Regions from separate parts of the Rattus norvegicus genome. Here region 2 is linked to region 1. A link is a contact called in public Hi-C data. All regions are on one chromosome and are shown on one strand. The core of a region is the stretch at or near the end of the contact, and the rest is flanking DNA. Distances in the headings are between cores, read along the strand shown. Region 1 holds the start of Cdh4 (cadherin 4). Region 2 overlaps Cdh4 (cadherin 4).

Region 1 (4,141 bases), core at 102-2,601:
AGCGTGTGTCCCCACTAATCCACTCCACTAAGGAGGAGAAGGCGCACCAGGCTCCTGATTCCTGGTGAGCAAGCTCCAGGAGACGCGGGCGCAACCAGCACCCCGCAGTTTCAGCTTCTCGGGCCGCCGGAGCGGAACGCGCCTCCCTGCCGGCTGAGTCCTCCAGCTGCGCGCAACAGCTCCTCCGGGGTTTGGCTGGGAGGCCACCCGCAGCTTGCAGCCTGTAGCTCGGGCTCAGATACCCGGCCCTGGAGGCTAGGAGAGGGAGGGCCGGGTCGGGGATCTTCCCTGGGCCAAGCTCAGAATGGCATCCGATTCTTGGGGACCGCAGCTCCGAAATGCACTTGCAGCCCGCGGGAGGCAAAAGTCGGCCGGGAAAGTTTCTGTCCCCCCGGGGCGTGTTCCCCGCGCAGGGCGATGGTCCGGTGGCCTGGAAGCAGCCGGTCGTCAGCCCTGGTTCATCGCAGAGATTACCTCGGCATGGCAGCGAGCAGGCCACCGGACCGATCGGCCACGAGAGGGGGTTCGGGCCACTCGGTCTCCGCCCAGGGTCGCTGCGGGAGCTGCCGCTGAGCCGTGCGGAGGCTCCGCAGCCAGCCGAAGTCAACCGGCAGAGCCGGCTGGGGACCGCGCAGAGACCGTGCAGAGACAGCGCGGGTGTCCAGCTCCAGTCCCTGGGCTCAGTGCCTTGCGCTCCCGCTACGCCCTTCTTCCGATACCCCTCTAAGTCGGGAAGACCTGCCAGACCCCGCTGCTACAGCCCCGCGCCCCTTAGTCGCCTCCGCCTCCCACCGCAGCCGAGCTCCGCGGCACCCACGGGACCCGGGCGAGCGCTCCGCGCAGCCGATCCGACCCCGGCAAGCGACTGGAACTCGGGATGCGCGGCTGCCGGGCGGTGGAGGCGAGTACTACACTACGGAGGGCGGCCCCGGAGCGCAGATCGGGCAACGAGATGGCACCCGGGGTCCCGCCCGCTCAGCCCCGCGGCTTCGGGCTCCGATAGCAGGCGGCTTCGCGCAGCGCCGGCGGCGGGTTGAGAAGACCGGGAGAGAGCATCTAGCCCCACGGGTTCCCAGACCGCCCGCGAACGGAGAGGCGGTAACTTACCCGGAGCGCGCCCGAGAGCCCGAGCAGAAGCAGCGGCAGCACCGAGCCCCTGGTCATCGTCCCCGCCGCGCCGCCCCGGCGCTCGCCCGGTGCCCGGCTTCCCTCGCCGCGGCGATGCTCCGCCCGCGCCCGCCCTGCTGCTCCCCGCGCTCGCCGCCCGGGCTCCGGGAGCCAGGCCAAGTGGGCCGGCGGCGCGCTCCCTCCGGCCGGTGCGTCCGCCGGCCTCGCAGCCGCCCGCGCCTCTGTTCCGCGCGCTCGGAACTGCAGGTGAAGCCGTGCGGCGGCCCCGCCGAGGCCCCGCCCCTCCGGCCCGGCCTGACGCGGGCCTTAAAGGAGCCGCTCCCGTGCCCACTCGCTCAGCCGCCTGGCCTGGTCGCAAGCTGGCCCTGTGGCCTCAGGCCCTCGGGACAACTAAAGGCTCGTTTGGGGAGAAGAATTCCAGACACTTGATTTCTAGGCGCAAAGACGGTGTGGACTGAAAAAGACTGTGGTCTCTGCCCAACAAGTTAGATGTCTTTTGTAGATTGTGGTGCGCCCTCCTTGTGATCACACTGTGATCTTAGGTCAAGTTCTTTTCAGAGCCTTCAGTGGAGAGTAGACACTTCCTTCAGCCCCGTGTCATCTAAATCTTTGGACACAGGGCTTTGCGATGGCCTCCAGCCTCCTGAGCAGCTCAGGGGTCAGAAGAGAGTGAGAGGGGAGTGGTCATTTTCCAGCTGGCCCGCTCTGGCTGACCCTTGATAGTGTGGGCCTGGCTCTGGCTACCCTCCAACGTTTGGGAGGATCCATGCCCATTCCTGTTTATGTGCCAAAATGTAGTTAGGGTCTTCTGTGAAGGAAAGGAAGAAATCAGAGGCCCCGGAAGGAAGGGACTCCAGCAGGCAGAGCTGTCAGGAGCCGTCAGCTCACTGGGCAGGCTAGCTCCATTTGCTTCGCATGGGCAATTTCCAGCCCTGACTGCAGGCATTTCTTTAGGCATCATAACGCTCCCGCGGAAAAATAAGGGCAGCTTGGACTGTGAGTGAAGGCTTCCCCATCCTTCCTTTGGCTAAGCAATGTACAGAAAAGTGGAACGAACGTTTGCTCAGATGTTTTTCAAATGTTCTTTGTCTCTCTTCTGAGGGGATCTGTGTCCAGAATACAATAGTTCTGGTTTGAGGAGAGTGAATGAAATTGCCCCAAGGTCAGAATCAGCGTGGACAGAGAGACCCCCTACCCCCCACGACATAGATGGCACCCTAGGCTGTTGGCTGGTCTACTGGCTCACACTCAAGCCATGGGAAGCCCGGTATGGGACAACCCAGGGTGCACAGTGGACTCTGTCCAGGGGTATGAGACTGGGTTTAGCTTGTACCACCAAGCATCTAAACACCAAGCCTGTGGCAGCCGGGCCCTATGCACAGCCTGTCCCGATGCTTTCCTGCCAAGGAATGAGGGACACCACTAACTTGGTGTAGCTGACTGGGTCATCTTCAGACTCTACTGTGTGGCCTTCTCTGGGGAGACAAAGAAACATTCACTCTAGATAGAGAGAGGTGCCCAGACCAAAGCAAGACTTGAGTACAGCTTGGTGAGCTTATTGGGGTGGTTTGAAGGAATATGGAGACCTGGAGGAGACAGTGACTCTGTAAACTCAGACACACTGCACAGCCAGGGGGAGATGGGAGCAAATCCTTCTGGAGAGTTCTGTTCCGTCTCCAGGGCATGTCCCTTAAAGAGATGCCTCCCTCCTGAACACTCTTCATCCTGGCCAGGTAACATCAACTCCCTGAGCCCTTCTCTCTTCTTGTATTGAGATGCCACCATGGGGGCCACTCTGTGTTCTTAGTAGGCCTAGGCTTAAGGCAACAGGTAGTCACCTGGAAGAACCCCTCATCTCTCCAGCTTAGTTCTAGGAAGGCAATTATGTCATCTTGAGGGGCAAGCCATGACTCTGAGGAAGCAGGAGGGTCCTTGGCACATCTCACGGTTGCCTGTAGGTAAGTATCAGAGAGGCCCTCCAGGCATCCACTGTGACTTCCTGACTGAGCTTACCATCCTAGCATTAACCAGCCTTACTGTGAGTGCAGGAGCATTGAATAAGTTAATCTGCCCCAGGTGTGCAGCTGTAAGGTTCCCCGTTATACAGACAGGCAGAGGGAAGCCTAGAGACTTCACACACCAAAACCTGGCTACCAGCATTAGCACACAGACTCCGGGACTCCTGGCATGGGCAGTGTTCCCCAAACTTACTTACTCAAGGAGTCGGCTTAGGCATCTTACAGGAATCCATGCCTTCCAGAACATGGCTCGGAAGCGTTGCAGTAACCCATGCGAGTCCAGCAGAGAGCATTGCTTTGTCAGGCTTGTTCTGAATGAAGCCAAGAGGGCGTTCTGAGACAGGCAAACACAAAGCTGCTCTTCCCAGGGACAGCCTAGGCTGTCTCCTGTAATCTGGACGCATGACCAAGGGAGCGTGGTTAAAAATGTGAGTTCTTGGGCCCCTCACCCATTATTCCTTACTGAAATCCATAGGATAACACACACACACACACACACACACACACACACACACACACACACACATACACGTGCACACACACTCATACAAACACTCACAAATACGAACTCCCCACAATCAACTCTCTCTCTCTCTCTCTCTCTCTCACACACACACACACACACACACACACACACACACACACACGCACAACCTTCCTACATTCACACGTGTTCACACACACTCATACATTCACACAAACTCACACACACTCACACACATTCTCTCTCACACATATTCACATGCAGGAACCCTCTACACTCACACATGCTCACACACACACACTCACACACTCACTGCCACTCTGCAAGTTCTCCTTCTCAGGAGGAAATATGCACATCCCTAGTGAAAATGCAGATTCTCCAAGCTCTGTCTGAAGCAAACAACTCTGCCTTTTCCTTCCCTCCCTCCCTCCTTTCTTCCTTCCCTCCCTCCCTCCTTTCTTCCTTTCCTCCCTCCCTCCCTCCTTCCCTCTCTCCCTCCCTCCTTTCCTTT
Region 2 (4,462 bases), core at 936-3,435, 450 kb before region 1:
GCTCTGTGCTTGAGAGTGAGGTGAGGGGGTTTGCAGGGCCAGCTGTGGGGCAGGGGCGTCCAAGGGCGCTGTGGAAACTGTGAAAAGTTGGACCTAGAGTTGGCAGGCAACCCAGAAACCCCACTCTTGGGTGTGGATCCAAAGGCTAAAAACAGGTGTCTACACGAACGGCACCCACCAGTGCGCACATAGCACCGCCCACAAAGGTCAAGTAGCCCATGGAGAGTACTTGAAACATAGTGTGTCCACATGGTGGAGTATCACCCAGCCTTGAAAAGGAATAGCATTTCGACACCCGCTATGCCCAGACGAACCTCGGAGCCTGATGAAAATGAGCCAGGTCCAGAAAAATCACAAGGATGTCTTTACAAAGGCGATGTGTCTGCATCAGGCGAGCCCACAGATAGAGGCTCCCTATGGGGGTAGATGGGGCACCAGCGCTGTATGGCTTCTCCCCAGGGTGATGAAAGTGCCTGGGACCTAGGCAGATGTAGCCCTGGGTGAGCTGACTGCAGTATGTGGGTGAACCTCACAGCGTGTGCCTCACAGCTTAAGGTGCTGGCACTAGAAGACTGCCCCTGAGAAAGTGCAGCTCTCCTCAGCGGGCTGCATGCATTCCTCCCCCCACACCACTGCTGCCTGTGGAAGCCTTCATAGGCTGCAGACCTTGGCCTTGGGACATCGTGGAAGGGGCTACACAGCACTGTTCTCATGGACCGCTCTGTCTCCTGGGAGCCCAAGGGGCCTCTGTGCTCATTGTCCTCCGTGGTTGCGGGGCTGCTGGGAGACGTGGTTAGAGTTCCCAGGCTTCCACAGGGCCTCATCAGGCTGAATCCAGTCATGGAGCATTCCTGCCTGTCTGTGGGTCGCTCTACTTCTGCATCCGGTGCCAGGATAAGGTGATGCATGTGTGCGCAGACCACTGAGCAGCATTGCCCCACGGTGTGGCAGAGTGCTTTGCCCTGTCCTAATGCTGGGGCTTTCCTTGCCTGGGGTGGAGTGGGGAAAGATATGTGCACCTCACCGGGTGCCCAGGTGGATGAATGCTTGGTGACGAGGACTTGGCCATATGCAGTCAACACTGACAGCAGAGCTCCCAGAAAGGGTGGCTTCCAAGGGCCTGGGTCTTGGGCAAACCTCCACTGACTGTCCTAGTCCCTGAGATTTGGGCTTCCCGAGCATCCTCACTCGAGGATGTGAGTAAAAACCAGGTTCTGGAGCTGGAAAAATGGCTCAGTGGTTCAGAGTGTGTGCTGCTCTTGCAGAGGACCTGAGTTTGATTCTTCCAGGGATTGAACTCATCTGGCCTCTGTGGGCCTGCTCTCTCTGTCTCTGTCTCTCTCTGTCTCTGTCTCTCTCTGTCTCTCTCTGTCTCTGTCTCTCTCTGTCTCTGTCTCTCTCTGTCTCTGTCTCTCTCTGTCTCTGTCTCTCTCTGTCTCTCTCTCTGTCTCTCTCTGTCTCTGTCTCTCTCTGTCTCTGTCTCTCTCTGTCTCTCTATCTCTGTCTCTCTCTGTCTCTGTCTCTCTCTCTGTCTCTGTCTCTCTCTCTGTCTCTGTCTCTCTCTCTATCTCTGTCTCTGCCTCTGTCTGTCTGTCTGTCTCTGTCTCTGTCTGTCTCTGTCTCTGTCTGTCTCTGTCTCTCTGTCTCTGTTTCTCTCTCCCTTGCGCGCGCACACACACACACACACACACACACACACACAAAACCAATAAAAATAAATCTTTAAACTTCAGCTCCCAGCTGCTGAGTCAAAAGATGCATTCCTTGCTCAGACTTCAGCATTGCTTGCTCCAGCCTGGGGTGGTAACTCTCTGCCTCCACTGTCTGGGGGAAGGGTGGTGTGCTACGGAACCACTTGGGGGCTCCTACTGCCTAGACCTGCCACCTGCTCCTGGCACTGCCTTTATGACACACGAGTGGGCTTCCCTCCCATCCCCTTCCAGCAGGCAGCTCTTTCTGCTGCATCAAAAGCAGAGAGAATGCAGCTCTTCTCAGTGGGGTGCACACGGCCCCTCCTCCCCACTGCTGCTGCCGGTGGGGAGCCGGCAGCCTAGCAAGCCTCAGGCTTGGCACAGGGTGGATTCAGCTGCTTCGCTCTGCTCTCAGCCATGTTGTCTACCTCTCTTCTCCATTGAGCACCACCCATGACATAGGAAGGAGGCTAGAGTGGCAGGAATGACCCTGCTCGAAGCAGGGAGAGCTGAGGAGTCCTTCTCAGACCTTTCTGGCCACCCCGCTGGCTCTCAGGCGCTGCCTCCAGGCTGCTGACTCAAACCACAGGCTGCACACTGCCGCCCTTCACTTTCCTCTTCATTCTCCTCCTGAAGCCTGTGAGCCACTCCTGGGGTTCCTGTCTTTCCAAGGTTGACTCTAGGACAGGTCATTCTGAATGGGGACCTCTCTGCTGCCCAGTGTCCCATGCTCTATGTGAGCACTGGGCAGTGTCCATAGACTGCCCATGGGGTGTTAGGAGCAATCGCAGATACCGCAGTGTAGTAGTGTCCCAAGGGGGGCATTGTTCGAGAAGCAGTGCTCCAAGGAAGGAAGCAAGCAGTAAATAAGGGAAAACGGTCACTTCAGATCATGGCAATGTCTGTGCCCATGGACAGAGGGTGGTAGTCATGTGCTGCTAACTGAAGTAAAAACCTCCACTTAATATGCTTGGAGAGGACTGTGGCAGGCAGAGAGAATAGTTCGTACTAAGGTCCTGGGGGAGGTGGGATGTGTGTGTGTGTGTGTGTGTGTGTGTGTGTGTGTGTGTATTCATGTGTGCACACACCTGTGCATGTATGTATGTATGTGCATGTGCATCTGTATTTGTGCATGTGAGCATATGTGTGTATGTGCATGTGGTTGTTTGCGTGTGTGTGTGTGTGTGTGTGCGTGTGTGTGCGTGCGTGTGTGTGTGTGTGTGTGCGCGCGCATGCGCACACACTCCAGGAAGTTTGGGGAGTGCAGTTTTGAGGGTATAGAGTTATCAAAAGACAGGTCTAGTATTAGTCAGAGCAAGATGTAAAACCATGAAAGGATAGAGAAGATGAGCGTGGTCACATGTGTGTGTGTGTGTGTGTGCACAGGAGAAGATGAAGTTGGTCACATGTGTGTGTATACACATGTGTATAAGATGGTCACATGTGTGTGTGTACAGGAGATGAGGGTGGTCACATGTGTGTATGTGTGTGTGCGTGTGCGTGCGCACAGGATGGTCACATATGTGTACAGGATGGTCACATGTGTGTGTGCACAGGAGAAGATGAGTGTGGTCACGTGTGCGTCTGTACAGGAAGCTCGAGGGACCAAAAGGGCAGATGGAGGTGTGAACAGGTGTTACCTGCTGTGTGGTATCTGGGGTGAGACCGGAAGGGTGGGCCTGTCTGAATGCATGGGAAATTGGAAACCACGGAAACTGTGGCCTAGACACTTGTCACCAAAAGGACACCTTCCTTTCTGCTTCAGGTTGGGATCATGGTGCTGCTCTGACACTCTTTCCTTTACTCCTCCTCAGACGCAAACAGTGGTAAACACGCGATGCCCGGTGCAGCTAGCCAGGGGGTGGTGTCAGGGGGACAGAGGTTGTAGACATTTGGGCTCAGGCAGTTCCTGGCCTCCCAGTCCCTCCAGAGAAGAATGCTGAGAGGCGAGAGCCCGCGCTTTAGAAGGATCCAGAGGATTTGTGTACAAAGCCTCCTGGTTAAACACTGGCAAAGTTCAGAGATAACCAATAGACACAGCATCCATCTGTGGCTGCGGCTGTCGTCTCTGGCTGCCTGTCTGAGACCTCAGATCTGAACAAGTGGGGGCTGTGGAGTCTCCACACGGAAGAACGCCCTGCTGCAACAGGTGATGTGGACTCCCTGGGGCTGCTCTGGCCACTCTGCACCCAATATCTGGTGATTGCCACAGGGAAAGTCAAGAAAGGTCTCGGTGTCCGGACCGATGGAGGGACATTGTGGATGGGTACAGGGAGGTGTGTGTATGTATGGCTATGTGCCGGTGCAACTTACAAAGCAGGCACAGGTTGTACTTGGCTTGTGGGCTGTGACTGGGTGATCCTGAGCTAAGCTATGCTCTGCCCTGCTGCTTGTCAGAGCCCAGGAAGACCCTGATCTGGGGACTGAGACCAACCTGTCTGGATCTGTCACCATCCCTTCGTGCTTAGAGGTTAATGAAGGTCACATTGTGGATGTTCCTATCTCTTCCTTGGCATCCATGGTAGTCTCCTTGACCCCATGCCTCTGAAGGCCACTTCTGGTAGTCCTTGAAGGAAGAGGTCTGAGGAGAGGAGGAGAGGCAAGAGCAGAAAGCACGGGGCTCTCCCGAGCAGGCAGTTCAGTGGCTGCAGTGTGGGAGAGCTCTGGGAGTGGAGGCAGGGCACAGCCCCGAGGGTCCTGCAGGGCTCCTGACAGGGGAATGGGTGCTGCTTTATTATTCTAGCATTCCATTCCAGCTTTTCCCTGGGTCT

Evidence for each region. A called contact is a pair of places that touch in the nucleus more often than the background predicts.
Region 2: a contact with region 1 is called in a Hi-C map of frontal cortex, with 4 times the contacts expected there. The contact joins the enhancer-like site here to the promoter of Cdh4 in region 1. A contact is called at or near these places in 2 of 12 Hi-C or Micro-C datasets (frontal cortex and prefrontal cortex).

The regions. Positions count from the first base shown.
Region 1 is chr3:186,899,973-186,904,113 of GRCr8, reverse strand. It overlaps Cdh4 (cadherin 4), which reads right to left and starts at 1,351. Exons shown (of 16, transcript NM_001419540.1): 1 at 1,108-1,351. The coding sequence starts at 1,164.
Region 2 is chr3:187,348,749-187,353,210 of GRCr8, reverse strand. All of the region lies in intron 7 of Cdh4 (cadherin 4), which reads right to left. Among named protein-coding and RNA genes, the nearest start is that of Taf4, 110 kb to the left of the region's middle. Within about 2 kb of position 2,185, at least 14 of the 93 cell types and tissues checked have an H3K27ac peak or open chromatin away from gene starts, as enhancers often do.